2 separate regions of the Mus musculus genome follow, and region 1 is linked to region 2. A link is a contact called in public Hi-C data. All regions are on one chromosome and are shown on one strand. Each heading gives the region's core, a stretch centred on a gene start, on an enhancer-like site or on the middle of the called end of the contact. The rest is flanking DNA. Distances are from core to core; before and after follow the strand shown.

What was found. A called contact is a pair of places that touch in the nucleus more often than the background predicts.
Region 1: a Hi-C map of pancreatic cancer cells shows a contact between it and region 2, with 4 times the contacts expected there. The contact joins two enhancer-like sites. A contact is called at or near these places in 4 of 484 Hi-C or Micro-C datasets (the C2C12 cell line, cortical neurons and pancreatic cancer cells).

Annotation. Positions count from the first base shown.
Region 1 is chr17:70,331,522-70,334,290 of GRCm38.p6, forward strand. It overlaps a transcript of Dlgap1 not described here. Among named protein-coding and RNA genes, the nearest start is that of Dlgap1, 92 kb to the right of the region's middle. Within about 2 kb of position 1,265, at least 10 of the 459 cell types and tissues checked have an H3K27ac peak or open chromatin away from gene starts, as enhancers often do. A contact at or near this core is called in pancreatic cancer cells, where this site is marked.
Region 2 is chr17:70,003,377-70,006,106 of GRCm38.p6, forward strand. It overlaps a transcript of Dlgap1 not described here. Among named protein-coding and RNA genes, the nearest start is that of Gm36594, 81 kb to the left of the region's middle. Within about 2 kb of position 1,430, at least 5 of the 459 cell types and tissues checked have an H3K27ac peak or open chromatin away from gene starts, as enhancers often do. A contact at or near this core is called in pancreatic cancer cells, where this site is marked.

The DNA.
Region 1 (2,769 bases), core at 15-2,514, 330 kb after region 2:
AAGTTAATTGAATAAGCCAAGAAAAACAACACCAACATGTGGTTGGGATTTTAGCTTTAAGTTCTTTATTCTGTCTTTTAGCTCTCATTTTCAGAAGTCACTATTACATCAGAAGAGACATTAACAGTAAATAGTATTATAATGTCTAGTTTCCTGTTTTGAAGCAAATATGTGGTCCTCCCAACTAGGTTCGGTTGTGTCTTTTTTATAGCATGTTTAACTCTGAGAAATCATTCTCTCTGGCTCACTGGTCGATGATCCCTTATAGTCCTTGCCATTGGCTGACATTTTTATTCTACAGATGGTACTAATTAAATAAGTGCTTCCCAAGGTACTTGTCCACTATTCTTTTTCTGAGGTCAAAATCTTCCTTTACCTTGGTTTTTCTCAGACTCTCTTGTCCCTGTTACCCTTATGCCTGCCCTGCCACATTTTTGCATAAAGTTTGACTAATCACTACTAGCAGTTCTAGTAGTCAACTACTGACCCTGGGACAAGGCCCTGGCTGATTGAGAGAATGGCATCTATTTTCACTCGCAGTATTGGAGGATTTGCTGTCACACACAAGGGATTTTTTTGCCTCCATGATAAGAAATAAAAAATCAAAAGAAAAGAGACGGTAAGCCTCTAAGATTTAAAAAAAAAAAAAAAAGTCAGTTGAAATAAGTAAACGATTCAAAAAAAAAGGGGGGGGGGAGCATTTATTTGCCTGCATAGGAGGACTGAATAGGTCCTTTTGTTGAATTGCTGAGGTAGTCCAAGTCTGGTAATTTTTCCATTAATCATGTGCACATAAGGGTGTTGTTTGTTTGTTTGTTTGTTTGACATGTTTTTGCCATGTAGTTCATACTGGCTTCAAATTCACAATCCTCCTGCCACCACCTCTCAAATGCTAGGAACATAGACAAAAAAAGAAAGGAAGGAAGGAAAGGAGGAAGAGGGAAGAGAAGGGTGGAGGGAGGGAGGGAGGGAAAACTTGTAAAGTCTTCTTTTCATGGGTCTTTGAGTTTCTTTCTTATGTAAAACAGGATCACTGGTCAGTTTATCTTTGGGAACCTGAGGTTGTCACACGCACCTGACCAGTTTGTGGTTTGTGTCCTCTAAAGAACAGTAGGCTTTATGAGGAAAGGGGAAAGGGTGTGGTTCCTTCTAAACATCCCTGATAAATAAGAGGCCCTGCTTTTACTATACTGGATAACCCGAGAGGTCCTGTCTGCTTTGGTTTGATTGGCTCCCTTGCTTATTTGCCTGTACAGTCAGACACATTGTGGTCAGGGATGTGTGCCAAGCAAACCTGTCTATCTCATGACTGGATAAGTAGAGAAAACCCGGAATGTCTGAAATTCCTATCTCCCGTGCAGTCAAGGCTACACCCCCACTGACAGCATTCCCCATCAGCCCCACATAGTACCTTGGTCTTGGTCCCAGCCTTTACTTCCTGGTCTTTGATAGTCATTCCAAATGCTCGTTATAGCAATAGGAAATTTCCTGTTATACTGAGGGGAAAATATGACATAATAACCTTTTTCCTTGTGGAAGAGTTACTATTTTGTTTTTTTGTTTTTTGTTTTGTTTTTGCAAAGGTATTACAGATTTCCATTCTATTTTCTGTGGTACACAAGAACGTCCTTGTTGTGGACAATATGTGGCCATGTGCATGGCTTTGGATTAGCTTGAGGATACACTGTCCCTGCTGCTTGTCTGAGTTGCCACCTTGCAAGTCAGTGCCACTTTAGTGGCTTCTTCTTGTTCTGCAATTTCCTTGGAAATTCCTATGGATATTATAGTACTCTGGACCAGATCACCAGGAATCCAAAAATATTGTCATGCCAATTAGTGTTCCTTAGGTAGAACGGACAGGCTGCTGCTCTAAGTGTGGAAGCCATGGAAACCTGTTGGCTGGAGACTTGAGTAGTGCTGTGTCGACTCTTCTTGAAGGATGTTCCCATTTCCCCTGAGGGAGGAAGGTGCAGTTCATCTGGAACAGCTCCCTCGGAAGGGTTTATACTTTTCCAAAGTTGCCCTTGAAACATTTCTTTGATAGCTATATATCTGAGCTTCTCTGATTTGAATTATTCTTTTTTTAACGTACGGCACCACACATAACCACTTTAGAGTTGCTGTCGGGAGTGACACACCAGATTGGTGCTAAGTCAGAGGATGAGTCATTTTAGGATTTTCAAGCAGCTCTAACTCCCTACAAAGATGCTCAAGACTCGAATTCTTACATTAGGATCATAGAAATAGTCAGGAGTATAGAGAAATACATCCAGGTATCCATTTATAACAGAGGGAGAGAGAGAGAGAGAGAGAGAGAGAGAGAGAGAGAGAGAGAGAGAGAGAGATGCACACACACACACACCTGCATTCACCCACATGCATGTACACATACCTCTCCATTTGGACATTTGTATAATTGAAGCAAATAGATAAAGAGATGCTGTGACTGTGCAGGGCATATTTATAATGGTCCATTTGTGCACGGTATCTAACAGGTTAACTCTGAGATGGATCATAAAAGAGCTTTGCATTTTCCTGGGAGCTGTGAGCATGGCCGTCATCCCGGTATAACTGTGAGTAAATGAGTTTGTGTGAGGCTCATATCCTTGGTGCTATACTTAGGGGCACTACCAAACCATCCCAGGGACAGAATGTTTAATAACCGTAGAGAAACTCACTGTCTCCATCTTTGCAGGGACTTTTATTTATTTTGCAATATGCTTTCCTAACCTGACCCAGGAGAGGTTTCACTTTACAAGACTCCAGCTG
Region 2 (2,730 bases), core at 180-2,679:
AACAGAGTTGCATGGAACAGGACTGTGTGGTGGGATCAGCCATTCTGCTCCATATGTGATTCTGTGGTTAGCAAGACCCTCAGTAGAGGTTCTTCTAGGAGCATCTCCAGCTTTCTTCTTTGCAGCTTCCTATGCAGGTCCTTTGGCTCTTGTTTATCATGGTGAAGGAGTTTGGCCTTATCTGCTTTGTAGGATTAAAATGTTTATAGTCAATGTGAATCACTAGGCAGGCATCTATCTGTAGTGCCAAGAATTGGTATTATGGTAGAAAAGAAGACAGATACAATTAGGTGATATCAGAAGAATCCTAATAGGGAATTCATAAGAGCAGCTTTGAAACCTTTGTGTAGTTTTGCCAGATTTCCCAGGGAGCAAGAAGTAGGGTGAGACTTTCTGTCCTCTCCTCAGGCTGTCTTGTTCCATGAAGGTCGTAGTCATATTTGACTGTGTCCCTTCTGTGTCATCAGCCTCTGGCACAATGGCTAACCTTTAGCAGATGCTCAACAGATGTAGTGGGGTGGGTGGTATACATGCAAACAGGCCTGGGAGAAAGGAGCTCTGTCACTCTGTAAATTAACACAGACATAGAACCTTAGAAATCTCTTAAAATACTAAAATCAAAATACTGTAGCGCCCAGCAATTCCACTTCTGGGTGTCTGCCCAAAGGAAACCCAAGTGACAGCAGGGAAAATAGCTGCAGGCCTGTGTTTATTCTAGATTGTTCACAAGGTACTGCATTATGAAAATATGCCCATGCAATTCTTTCTCAACTATAAAATATAGCTGTGGCCCCTTCTGACAACTAGAGGCATGTGGAGGACATGACATTCAGTAGAATAAACCAGGCATTAAAGAGCAAGTCCTGCGAGCTTTTACTGTACTCGTGTGAGATCTAAGAATGCTACCTTTCACAGAAGTTGAGAGTAAAATGGTGGTTTGGAGAGGAGGAACATGAGCTGGGATGGCAGCAGGAGGCTAGGAGTTGGCTAGAAACTTAAACATGGAGGAGCTAAGTGTGGTGGTGAAGAGCCACTTGGGTGGCTAGGTTATCAAGATGTAAATTTCAAAGTAGAAAGAAATGATAATTTTAGAGTATTTTACCACAAGGAAATGCTAAGTCCTCCTAGCCCTTATAGATATGATCATTGCCCTGACTTGAATCACATACCAGCACTATATTTCATGCTAGCAATTTTGACATTGTACGTCCATTTTAAGAAAATAATTCTAGGTTGAGACCTAAAGGGAGGTGAGTTTTTGTCAATTTTAAAGCCATGTGTTATGCCCGTCTGTTTCTGAACAGGTCAGGCAGTATCGTTGGGGAGTTTGTATTCAGCTAGTGAGGTTACATCCGTTGTGCTCTGTCAACAGCTGTGCCATCCAACCAGTCCTTGGGAAGTGGATCTGACACTTCCCTGCACCTCAGCTTCAGTTCAACTTTGGCACTAGTAAGCACATGAGTTTGATTAGTCACCCGTGTCCAACCTCAGTATGGTGTGGCCAGAATAAACAGTTTTATAATTGGATTTCAGAAGCTAATCTGCAGTGTGTTATTTTGGTCTATGAGTCATTTAAGCTGTTTGGAGATCGTTTGTGGAAGCGTTTTTTTCCAAGCTCAATATTCTGATGCTTTTTCAAACTTTTTTTTTTGATAACTTTGAATGTGCAGAGATGGCAGTGAAAGGGTTAAAGGGTGCCCCATCACATGCCAGCCCACTGTGAAGTGCACAACTGTTTGATTCTTCTGGAATTTTGCACAGAGTTTGGAATGTATGGGGTATTACAGGTGCACTGAAGTCTTTGTTTTAGATTTAGAGGTTGTCTCTTCCAGTAGAACAAACCACAGCAGCAACTGTTATATGCATGCAGCTTGAGGAATCTAGCAATAAATTGGTTTTATGTAAGCCAATGAATAATGAGCTGCAAATTCAGTGAGTTTCTCTGTCATCAATATCTGTACTTTCCTTCTTTCTGCAAACATTTTTTAAAAAGGAAATATCACTCATATTAATAAACTTTTCTGCTGTTGTTTGTGATGATAACTCCATATTTTCTGATATGCAGTGAATTAAACAAGATTCCCACAGGGAAAAACTGACTGAATATATGGTCACAGTTTGAAGTCATTCCCAGATGGTTTGAGCAATGAAACACAATTTTAAAAGAAAGCAGGATAAATTACTAATTTTATCCTTCAAAATACCAGCAATTCCTTCCATCTCAGTAGCTATGGTCAGCTGGCATCATCTTCCCATTGGAGGTACATTTTGTAGATGTTTATTAACATCTTTTTTTCATTCTAACAGCAGCAAAAAGATGATATCGCAATCATAAAACTGAAGATATTCATTCTGGAAAATGAATCATCTTGATATCCAAGTTTTGTCCAAATGTGGATAAAAACAATTCAGGGTCCTGAGATTTGGGCACCTAGCACATTATTAGCACAGCTGTTTACTAAATCAAGAATAATTATAAAACAGATAAAGGCTGTGTATATGTTTGACCACTGAGGATCCCACTATATCTGCTTTCTGATCTACCTAACAACTATTAAGTCTGTAGGCTCCAGATTCTTGGCTTCCAGCAGCAGGCATTAGCAAGACTATGGCTCTGACCAAATCTCACCCATTTGTCTCATGCCCTCAGGATCTCCTGTAACTCTGCCACTTTTTTTTAATGTATCTTTGGATTGGAACCTTCAGCACTGTTAAGAAGGGACCAAGCTG